Regions from separate parts of the Mus musculus genome. Here all the other regions are linked to region 3. Evidence: chromatin contacts called from public HiChIP or PLAC-seq and promoter capture Hi-C data. All regions are on one chromosome and are shown on one strand. The core of a region is the stretch at or near the end of the contact, and the rest is flanking DNA. Distances in the headings are between cores, read along the strand shown. Region 1 holds the start of Dppa4 (developmental pluripotency associated 4). Region 2 overlaps Morc1 (microrchidia 1). Region 3 holds the start of Morc1 (microrchidia 1).

Evidence for each region. Promoter capture Hi-C pulls out the DNA fragments that hold promoters and counts their contacts. HiChIP or PLAC-seq counts read pairs in DNA pulled down with a chosen protein or histone mark.
Region 1: a contact with region 3 is called in a promoter capture Hi-C map of embryonic stem cells. The contact joins the promoter of Dppa4 here to the promoter of Morc1 in region 3. A contact is called at or near these places in 1 of 39 promoter capture datasets (embryonic stem cells) and 3 of 9 other capture datasets (adipose tissue, liver and pancreatic islet).
Region 2: an H3K27ac HiChIP or PLAC-seq map of embryonic stem cells shows a contact between it and region 3, with 5 read pairs. The contact joins the enhancer-like site here to the promoter of Morc1 in region 3. A contact is called at or near these places in 2 of 39 promoter capture datasets (embryonic stem cells and stem cell-derived epiblast-like cells), 1 of 15 datasets of contacts at CTCF or cohesin (embryonic stem cells), 14 of 484 Hi-C or Micro-C datasets (the G1E-ER4 cell line, embryonic retina, embryonic stem cells and 1 more), 6 of 115 datasets of contacts at active chromatin or transcription factors (all in embryonic stem cells) and 2 of 9 other capture datasets (adipose tissue and embryonic stem cells).

What each region holds. Positions count from the first base shown.
Region 1 is chr16:48,282,404-48,286,121 of GRCm38.p6, forward strand. Dppa4 (developmental pluripotency associated 4) reads left to right here and starts at 1,332. Exons shown (of 7, transcript NM_028610.2): 1 at 1,332-1,438. The coding sequence starts at 1,415.
Region 2 is chr16:48,583,748-48,587,818 of GRCm38.p6, forward strand. Morc1 (microrchidia 1) reads left to right here. Exons shown (of 27, transcript NM_010816.1): 19 at 3,146-3,391. Among named protein-coding and RNA genes, the nearest start is that of Gm41458, 28 kb to the right of the region's middle. Within about 2 kb of position 1,809, at least 28 of the 459 cell types and tissues checked have an H3K27ac peak or open chromatin away from gene starts, as enhancers often do. A contact at or near this core is called in embryonic stem cells, where this site is marked.
Region 3 is chr16:48,429,678-48,433,345 of GRCm38.p6, forward strand. It overlaps Morc1 (microrchidia 1), which reads left to right and starts at 1,560. Exons shown (of 27, transcript NM_010816.1): 1 at 1,560-1,725. The coding sequence starts at 1,664.

The sequences.
Region 1 (3,718 bases), core at 82-2,581, 150 kb before region 3:
GACAGCAGGCTACACAGAGAAACCCTGTTATCAAATACCAACCAACTAGCAACGACAAAACCTTTTAACAGTTGGCAGAAAAAAAAAAAAAAAAAAAAGGGCTGGTGAGATGGCTCAGTGGGTAAGAGCACCCGACTGCTCTTCCAAAGGTCCAGAGTTCAAATCCCAGCAACCACATGGTGGCTCACAACCATCCATAACGAGATCTGACTCCCCCTTCTGGAGTGTCTGAAGACAGCTACAATGTACTTCCATATAATAAATAAATAAATCTTTAAAAAAAAAAAAAAAAACAGTTGGCAGATAGAAAGTTACAGTTTTGAACCAGGCTCGGTGGCCTGAATTCCAGCCCTGGGGAAGCTAGAAGATCAGAAATTCAAGCCCTGGCCAGGTGTGGTGGGGTACACCTTGAATCCTAGCAGTCAGGAGGATGAGACAGGAAGACCTCAGTATGCTGCAGGTCCGTGGAGACTTCAAAAAAGGAGGGTTGGATGGGGAAGAATTAAAAGAGTTGTAATTTTATGGGCTGGGATTGTAGCTCAGTGGTAGATTGATTGGTGCACAGAAACAAAGCCCAGGGTGAGCCCTGAAACCACCAAAACAATGCAACCCCCACCCCCTGCCATCTCATGGAAAAGGATTTCTGGAGCAACTGGGTTGTTTTCATTCCTGTTCAGGATGCTAATTCCATTAGATAAATTTGCAGTCTTTTCAGAATTCTCTAGGAACTTCACTTTCCCTTAGCAATATTTAGGTTCTTTCTTTCTTTCTTTCTTTCTTTCTTTCTTTCTTTCTTTCTTTCTTTCTTTCTTTCTTTCTTTCTTTCTTTCTTTCTTCCTTCCTTCCTTCCTTCCTTCCTTCCCTTTTTTTTTTTTTTTTCTTTTTTCTAAGATAGAGTCTCACTATGTAGACTAGGCTGACCAGGAGCTCAGAGAGATCCACCTGCCTCTGCATCTCTAATGCTGGGATTAAAGGTGTGTGCTGCCACGCCCAGCAATAATTACAGTTTTAAATATCCCAGATCTACAGTTGCCAGGAGCAGGGGGTAGCAGCTCACACCTCTAAATCGCAGTATTCCGGAGGTTGAGACAGTACAATATACAAAGCGCATTTCTGGCCAGGCAAAGAAATGATAAACTCTGCCTCAAAAACAAAACAAAACAAAACAAACAAAAAAAAATTCGAGGAAACAAGCCTAATAATTAAACCACACAAAAGGGGATTTTATTAAAATCAGCCACAAAAGGAGATTTTAGCATCACAATTTTGTTGAGGGTGGGACCAGAAGGGGAGGGGAACGGAAGAGGGCCTCAAGACAACAGGAAGTAGGAGGAGATTTTGAAAAGCCGGCTGAGGTCAGAGGTCTTTTGGAAGCTGGGAGAACTTTCTTTCGGAGGATTCATCTATTCTCAAGATGGAGACTGCTGGAGACAAGAAGGTGAGAACTGTTTTTACAATTTGGCTTTCCAAATGAGGGCCCCTCATTTTTGAGTATAGCCAGCCATTGTTTGGAGAAGAGAAGAATGAGCGTTACAATTTGTTACAACCTTAATTGTTTTTTTAAAAAAAATTATTATTTAAAGGCAGGTGTGTGGCTTGGCGGGCCCGCTCGAAGTGGCCTTGCGCGAGACCCTGGGGCCCGGGTGTAGATGTGTTAGGAGAGGAGGGTGTGTTTTGGAAGGAATGCTTTGTTAGGAAGGAATTTAGAATCCCGTAGCTGGTCCCGGGATAAAACAGGGTATAAACTGAGGCTTTGGGTAGCCTCGGAAGGAGTCCCCAGTTAACCTGAGAGGACCCGAGGGCTTAACCCAAAAGTGCCTGCTACAGGGCTTCCAGGCCCCTTAATTTATCCATAGGCCCTCAGAATCTATGAATTTTGACATGGCAGACCTGCTGGTTCCTAACTGTAGTAGCCAGGATAGGATGCTGAGCACTTTCCTGGACTCCTCCCCAAGAAACCGCCAGCCATTTTCATCTTTCTTTATTGTAAGAATTTTGTTAAGTCCTAAAGTGAATCCTTTATAAAGAGGTTGTGCAAAAGTAAATCTTAGTCCTTGGGAAGCCGGTCCCTATTGTGATGGGAGAGAACTGAGGTGTCAAGTAACAGGAAATGCTAAATTGTCACTTCCACAATTGCGGGGGTGGAGGAGGGGGGGGGTGGAAAAGACCTAGGTTTTGGAGCTAAGTGACCTGGTGGTTTTACTTATTTATTTAGTGAGTTATTGTTTTGTTTCTCTGTAGTCCTGGGTACCCGGGACTCGCTCTGTAAACCAGGTTGGTTTGCCTCCCGGGTGCCACCCTCTCTTTTCTTTCTGAAACAAGGTTTCTCTGTAGCCCTGGCTGTCCTGTAACTCACTCTTGTAGACCAGGCTAGCCAGGAACTGAAGAGATTCGCCTTCCTCTGCCTCCCGAGTGCTGGGATAAAGGCATGTGCCATGACCACCTGGCTTTAATAAGCTTTTAACTTTTGGCCCTCCATGTTGAAAATACAGTAGTGGTTCTGAAGTTATATAAAGATTAAATGAGGCAAGGAGTGTGTTTAGTCGTGTATATGCTGGAAGAGGCTTAATATTTGTTAGGTTTTTTTTTTTTTTTTTTGGTGTGTGTGTGTGTGTGTGTTTCTTTCTGTGCTTAGGGATTTTTTTGTTGTCGTTGTTGTTGTTCCCTTAATTAAACTGAATATTTATTATCCATCCTCAGCAATAAAAGGGAGAGGGACCCCATTCTTATGGAGTTTAAAATCAGATGGAATTAATTGACACATGGAAATGAGGTAACATGTGGTAGATTTTTGAGATTCCAGCAAAATAACCCTTGAATTGAGACTCGGAGGACAGTGAGGTGTAAGAACTGAAGGAGGAGTGGGTGGGTCCTAACACATCACCAGGCTGTTTTAACAATTGGAAACTGTCCCTAGGCCATGTCTGAGAGGCTCTGAAGGGAAATCAAGCCACGGAAGTGACAGTGCCTTTGGTACATCACTCTGGCTACAAATTTCTTTGGGTGAGCCTAGAACCAAGGACTAGGGGAAACAGTTTTTGGGTGTGAGACTACAGAGTAAGGTTTTCTTTGTCCAAGAGTGGACCACTATCCGGTTGCTTTCATTATCTTCTGTTGCTCTGTTCATACCTATTTCATCCTTTAGTTTTATCCTGTAGCCTAAGCTTGGGTAGAGGAGGCACCAAGGATGTGACAGATCCGTCACATCCTTGGTGCCTCCTCTGCATTCACTGCACAGGTGCTAATACAGCTTCAGTTTGGATTTCTTCCTTCCTTAAGACAGTCCCATAGGGGGCGGGCCTGTGGACCAAATCCCAGCACTTACCCTGAGGCAGGCGGGCCTCTGAGTTCAAGGCCAGCCTGGTCTACAAATCTAATTCCAGGACTGCCAGGGAAGCTACTTAGAGAAAAACCCTAGCTCTAAAAAACAAAGACGAAGATAGTCTTACAAGTCTGGGCTGGCCTGGCCTTGGTCCTAGCCTAGGGTTACAGTTGTATGTCACCAAGCCTGTTTCTTTTTCTATTCTTTTTTTTTTTAAGATTTTTTTTTCATTTACATTTCAAATGCTACCCCAAAAGTCCCCTATACCCTGCCCCCACCCTGCTCCCCACTTCCTGGCCCTGGCAATCCCCTGAACTGGGGCATATGATCTTCGCAAGACCAAGGGCCTCTCCTCCCAATGATGGCTGACTAGGCCATCCTCTGCTACATATGCAG
Region 2 (4,071 bases), core at 559-3,058, 150 kb after region 3:
TTAAAGGTTTTGTGGATGATCTGGTGTCCCAGTCCTATCATGGGAAACCTTGCCTGATTACAAAAGATGGCTGATTCAGACTCTGTATCCTCCATACTAGAACTAATATTTTAAAAATATGTTTCCAGTAGTTTCTATGAGAAAGTTACTGATGATTTAGTTTATAGAAATTTATTTACTTATAAATATTCTATATACATGACTCTTCTATATGTATGTGTGTGCACATGTATGGGTGTTCATGTGTGTGCCACAATCTTTGCATGGGTGTATGCATGCCTGTAGAGACCAGAAGATAGCTGTAGATGTTATCTCTCAGACATCACCCACCTTGGAAGTTTTTGTTTGGTTGGTTTTGTTTTGTATTGTTTTTTGGTGAAACTGTCCCTCACCTGGCCTTGTGAGGTAAGGCAGACTTATCAGGAAGATGAAAGAATCCACTAGTCTCCTCCTCCCTAATACTGGGATTATAAGTGTGTGTCACTGTACCCAGCTTTTGAAAGTGGGTTCGTGTCCTCAAGCTCTTTCTTGATTTTTAATTTTGCTAAATGTCATATAATATTATATTTATCAGTTTTACAAGGATCCCTCCTTGTAACTCATACCTGCAATATCAGTACCAGGGGGGCAGAGGCAAGAGGACTGCCATAAGTTCTAGAATAGCCGAGTCTCCCAGCTTGCAGCCTGCCGGGTGGTACATAGTGAAGTTTTGCCTCCTCTTCACATACACACTATAATAACATAAAATCAAGTGCAGAGGACATTTGAATCATTTGAGCATCTTTAAAAAGGAATAGTTGTGAGGCCTCAGAGCTGCTCAGCTATATTAGACACAAGAATGTATAGGAAACCTGACAGTTTCAAATTGCCCCTATTTTGTTTATGTGTATGTGCATATGTTTTTGTGTGTGTCCATGTGTATGTGCATGTCAACAATTAACATCATGTGTCTTCTCCAACGATGTGAGATAGAGCCTCTCTATAAACTTGGAGCTTACCACCTTGCCTAACTATCTCTGGTCAGCAAGCTTAAGCAGCCATAAGTCCTCACCTCCCAGAGGTTACAAATACGCAGCACTGCATCTGGCTTTTTATGTGGGTGCTGGAGATCCAAACTCAAGTCTTTCTGCTTGCCTTCTCCCCAACCTTTAACAGCTCATAGGTCTTTGGGGTTTTTTGTTTTTTGTTTTTTGAGACAGGGTTTCTCTGTGTAGCCCTGGCTGTCCTAGAACTCACTTTGTAGAACAGGCTGGCCTCGAACTCAGAAATCCACCTGCCTCTGCCTCCCAAGTGCTGGGATTAAAGGCATGCGCCACCATGCCCGGCTTTCATAGGTCTTAATAGACAAAGATGTACATATCTTATGTCTCGAAATTTCTCCATGTTTGCTTGAAATACTGAAGCATTTGCTTCAAGCGTGTCCCTTTAGTTTGGGTTGCTGCTGCTTGCATTTTTTGTATTCTATACAGGCACTAAAAACTCCTGAACCCAGTAATAAGTTGGAATGCACATGAGCTCATAACCTTGCTCCTTCCTTTCATAGAAATTTACCTAACTCACTACATAGCTGAATTTCAGAATCAGGCACAAGAGCAGTATGTTCTCTTTGTATTAAAGTTGGTTCTCCTGGATAGCAACTCATCACCAGCAGGAAACTTGGGAATGCTAGAAAAGCACCAACATTCTACCCCAAAGTCCCTTAGTTCTGTTTGGCTTCTAGCATAGAGAGGAGACTCTAGCTAAGGGCTAGAAAACAGTAGCCAGCAGGGGCGGGATTCAGGATGTGAGATGTGGGATTAGCCTGAAAATGCAAACTGGCCTCACCTCACATGCACTTCCTCTGGCAGGAAGTGAAGTTGCATTGTGTGTTCTCAAAGTCAGGTCTCTGCATTCAGCCCACGTCTGCAGCTCCTGCTGAATCCACCGCGTGAACTATTTACTACTGAAGGATGCAGTCAAACCTTTTTATTTTTGAACTTTTTATTAGTAGTGAGAAACACGCCTGATAATCCCGAGCCTCACAATGGGTAGAAGTGCAGAGAAAACATGTCTAGGGCATGCTTGGCCCTTTATGCTCAACCTCAGTCTACATCATGCTCTGCCCCACAAGGCTCAGAGGACATCACGGAGGAGGCTTCTAAGAGTCAGAGATCAGGGCGATCTTCTATGAATCAGTGTCTTCTGAGCGTGGCAGGGCCGTTGCACCCATAAGCACAGGAGCTGTTGCTACGTGCATCTATAGTTTGCCCAAGACCAAGGCAGTCTACATTCTACCATGGGTGAGGGAGGAACACACAAATCCCAGACCTGAGTGGAGGCGCTATTTGCAGAGGATGACTTTTATAGAAAGGAGAGTTATTTTTCTTCAGAGGCATGGCCTTGCTCCAGTGGATGATGCCACACCTGTGTGAATATAGGCAGCATGAGTTGGACCTAGTGGATTTAAGAAAAAAAAAAAAAAAACAGGACGTGAAATTGAAAAGGGGGTGGATGTCTCTTAGCTGCATGACCAAGGCAACTTGGAAAAGAAAGCATTTAATGTAGAGTTTTACAGTTCCAGAGGATTCTTATTCATTGCGGGAAGTGGGGAGCATTGTAACAGGCAGGGAGGCATGGCAGGAGAACTAAAACCATAGCAGAGAACTTATATCTGAGGGAGGGAGGAAGGGAGGGAGGGAGGGAGGGAGGGAGGGAGGGAGGGAGGGAGGGAGGGAGGAGAAAAATATGCATAGGATATAAGAAAGCATACTAACTGGGAATGGTATGAGCTTTTAAAACCTGAAATAGGGCCGGGCGTGGTGGCTCACACCTTTAATCCCAGCAATTGGAGGCAGAGGCAGGCGAATTTCTGAGTTCGAGGCCAGCCTGGTCTACAGAGTGAGTTCCAGGACAGCTGGGGCTACACAGAAAAACCCGTCTCAAAAAACCAAAAAACCAGAAATATATGAATCTATGGGTACCACTCACATTTGAACATAAATTGGGGAGATCTGGGAGAAACTGGTGGGCAAGACTAGGGGGTAAATATAATTAAACTACATTACATACATAAAAATATAATGGAGTGTCATGAGAGAAGATAGTAATTCATCATAAATGATGCAACTACAACTCATAAAATTATGTCTTACTGTTTTTAATTAAGGAAAAATCCAAACTTGGGAGAATCCAGCCTTCAGGGGCAGACCTGACTCAGGGCAGTCCCTCATCTGTTAAGCTTTCGTTCATGCAAAGAAGCCAAAAGAGGAGCACAGAGGATACTCACTCGGACGTGGAGTTCATCTGCATGACGAAGATTCCGAAGAAGTCTGTGAAGAAGACCGTGAAGTACCTGCAGCCTGGTCACGCTCCAGCTCTATTGGAAAACCTCAAACTCGAGGACACAGCCCAGGCATGTCTCCCCCCCCCCCATTCTTTTCTCTTATTCACAAAATATATAATAATTCCCTTGTTCTGGAAATAGCATGTGGTAAAGGTTTTGCTTCATTTTCACATTTTTAGCTCACTCTAATTATGGGATGTACATTGCAACCTGTGTTTGCTGGATAAGGTCCCAATTTCTATTTTTTCCCTTTGGTTTTCTACTTTGGAAGAAAAGTTAGATTGCTAATATCAGCACAATTTGGAGAACTCAGCCAAGTGACAGTGCCCCAAAGAATGCCTGGATGGGAAAAGAGCTCACATTTGTATTTAACAGAAGAGAATGACTGGAGAAACTTCTAACTTATAGCAGCCATGGTGTGGTGCTTTGAAAATGCTTGGCCCATGGGAAGTGGCACTATTAAGGAGGTGTGGCCTCATTGGGATAAGCGTGGCCTTGTTAGAGGAAGCTTGTCACTGTGTAGGCAGGCTTTGAGGGCTCCTAGGGTCAAACTCTGCCTAGTGAGGAAGAGACTCTGGGTGCTTGCAGAAGATTGTTGCTTTGTGGCTGCCTTTGTATGAAGATGTAGAACTCTCCACTCCTCCAGCACTTTAAGCTGGTCCCAATTAAATGTCCATTATCAGAGTTGCCTTGGTCATGGTGTATCTTCACAACAATGAAGCCCTAACTAAGACAAATGATTAAATGTC
Region 3 (3,668 bases), core at 310-2,809:
TTCTCTGGTAGATATTACAGCCTTTACTAATTACAGGCTAGTGGCTCTGGTGCACCCTCCCCTGGCCTGCCCCAGCCCCAAGTAAAGTTGCTCTGAGACAGCAGTTGGAAATGGGAATTATAAAATAAATCTGCAAGAGGCTCTTTGAGCTTTTCTTTCCCATAAAAATATGAAAATAGAATATCATTTGTGAAGTTCTATTGAAGGAAGACTTGGGAAAGATAATTTAGGTTGTTTAGCAGAGGGAGTGTGGCTATTGAAAGAGCGCCAACCATGGCAGCCACGGTTAAAAGACAAATGCAATCAGGAGAAATTACTCGGAATGTTTACGTTCACTTTCAGTCTGCAAATTAAAGCAGAGCGAGTGTTCCTTTGGGTTGCAATTCAAATTCCCGTTTCCTCCCCAGATCCCTATAAATGTAGCAGCTGAAAGAGACTTCCTCTCTTCCTACAGTGACTGCTCCACACTTCACACTTTTGCTTCTATTTTCTGAGGGCTTTATTGCCTGTTTGACACTTTGAAATCACAAAACTGTCTCCTTCAGACTCTCCACTCAAGAGTCTCTCTGACTTTGGGAAGAGTATGTGAAATACTCGCTGAGCAGAACTGAACCGCGTTAGTCTCCAAGCCAATCAGCCTTCGCCTTGGATGGGTCTGACTACATCAGAGAGGTCCAGTCACCTCTTAGCCTATCAGTCATGTCCCGCCATCATCCTTGACACAAGTTGCTTCCTCTTGGGTTTTGGTGACTTAGAATTCAGGGCTCAGTTGAGTCTACTGATGGGATTTGGTCACAGGCCAGCAGTGCAGGTGTGAGGACAAATAGAAACCTATCGTGACCCCTGCAGATGGCGACAGCTGTTAACATGGAGGGAAATGCCTGCATGTCGCAGCCTGTCTAAAGTCTGCTATCTGTCCTCAGCTCTTCCTCTTGCTTGCCTTTTTCTCACCCCGACCCCCCAATGTAGAAGACGCAATTATACCCAAGATATACAAGAGTGCAAGTGGACCACTCAAGTAAGAAGAAATGACTTTATCTTTCTGGGGCTCATGCAACTAGGGGGGAAGGGGCAGAAAAGAAAGGGGGAGGGTAAGAGCTCTCTCTTCTGATTCAGTTACAATGTCCTACTTTTCAGATGGACAGTGATGGAAACTGCCAGCAAGAGGGAAGTCTGAGGTTATAGAAATCCCACTTCTGAAAAAAAGGCCAAACCAGACACTTTCTAACAGCTTTCAAGAATCTCCCAGAAGGGCCTAGCACGGTGACACAGTCCTTTAATTCCAGAATGTGCGGGACAGAGGCAAGTGGATCTCTGTGAGTTCAAGGCCAGCCTTGTCTAAATAGTGAGTGCCAGGATACTCAGGACAATGAAGAGAGATCCTGTCTTAAACAACCACAACAGAAGCAAAACAACAACAACAGCAACAAACAATAATAGCAGCAGCAGCAGCAACAACAACATCAAAATGAGAATCTCCATGAGAAGAGCCACATAGCAGGCTGAGCTTCAGCGCTGAGAACACCAGGGGGCGAAGGCGTCTGTTGAGCTCCCACTCTGCAAGTGAGCCAGGCCGTACGCGTGGACGTAGGCGTGGGCGTGGGCCAACAGTTTCCGGTCAGACATCCACGTCTTCTGTTGTCCGCAGGTGGTGCCTGAAGACATGGACAAATATGCCTTGCTGCAGAGGGCTAAACTGCATCTGGATTTCATCCACGCGAATTCGTGAGTTTCCAGAGGGGTTGGAACGGGGTAGTTTTTGTCCACGTGCCACCACCATACTCAATTGGAAAACAAAAGCTTAATGAACTTGGTAGGACTGCTTTAAGAATGTATTTATGCTGTGTGTGAGGACTTAGCAGGGAAGTCGTAACTCTATATCTGGGGATAATAACTGAATAATTTTGATGTTCTTCAGGTAAAGCCGAGTGGAAGGATGGTCCCATGTTTATCATTTAACAAATTTAAATATTGGCCAGAAAAATTGGAACACTTATCCCCCATCCTTTCTATCCTTACTCCGACACTCTGGAAGACACTGTTAAAAAAAAAAAAAACAACAAAAAACCAAAAACAGAGTAATTCGCTTGTGTAGATTTCAACAGCAGTGGGCAGTAATCGGTACTTTTCCTTTTGTGCTGAGTCACATGTGTTTGCTGTCTAACTAGCTGTTATGCTGTCAGACTAGAGGCAAGACAAGGCAGTTGGGAGAACCAGCTGCTCTCCCAGGGGACTGGGGTTCAATTTGAAACACTCACAGGGAGACTCACAACCCTCTGTAACTCCTAACACCATGTTCTGGCCTCCTTGGGTACCAGGCATGCACTGTGATACTCCGATGTACATATACCGAAACACCTTTGCACAAAAAATTAAAAATAGAAAAGAAATATCACAGTCTGTTCCTAACCATGACAATGGACCAAAATCCCCCAAGTGCATCTTTAAAATTTGGGTTAATACAGAACTACAAATGAAAATAAAGATCTGACTGTGTTGGTATATCTTCAGCTCTTCCTATGCATAGAGGCCTGTTGTAAAGTTGAAGATGGAGACAAGAGTAAGAGATGAACTAGGATAATAATACAGACCACTTGCAACCATACACCATGATGAGCAGAGCAAAGCAAGGTCATGATCCTACTTAGATGGGTACACCACTTAAAGTATGGACAGCTTATTTCTGGAACTTTCCAGTTAATATTTTTGGAGTGATACAAAGGGTAATGAAGATCCGCAAAAAAGTAAAACCATGGGTTAGAAAAGGCTACTGCAGTTAGGTTGCAGAGGCAAGTGACTGAATTTTGTCACTTCGAGTTCGGCACAGTACAACAGTGGATGGTATGTCTGTCATTCATGCGGTGTGTTGGTGTTTAGGAATTACCTAGTAGTTTGTTATTTACTGAAAGTACCAACTGATAAGATGGATGGAGCAGGTTTTAAGGACAGGAATGGAAGTGTGTAGAGATCCAGGAGAGGGTTGTCGTATTTTGTAGGACACTCTGAGATTCTAAGGTAACAGAGGAGAATAGGCTGTGCTAAGCAGATGCATACCTGCCATGGAGAGTGGTTTTAAGCTGGAAGGATGGGCTGTCTTCTCAACTCCTTGGCTGACCTTCATCCATAGAAATAGGGGTAAAACTTTTTGCTTAATATTTGAAATAGGGTTTTGTTTTGTAACCCAGAGTGGTCTCAAACTTCAAATCCCTCTGACTTCGCCTCTCACATTCTGGGATGGCTATATGCAGTATTCTGTTTCCATACCCCAGAATCATACCCTATAATTAAGCTCGTGCTTTCTCTAATGCACTCAACAATTCTTTCCATCCTTTCTGCCTTTGACTTCAGCCCAAGCCACACGATCTCTCTTGTGACCCGCCCTCCACACGGCCTTTTAACCAGTGCTGTGCTTCAGACCCCAGCTCCTCCTAGGCCCGTGTTTTCTGAAGCTTCCAGGCTGAACTTTTGAAAAGTGAACCGGATAGAAAGGCCATTCATCAAAAACTATTAACAGCGCTCTCCACTTGGTCTTAAACACTTCTCCTCAGGGGCTGGAATTCCTATATGATCCAGACATGCCTTTATTTTAGCCTGTTCTCTGTATCCATCAAAGGTTTAGTGTGGTCTCAACCACTCTTTCCTGCTTTGGGATCTTTACCTGTTTGGAG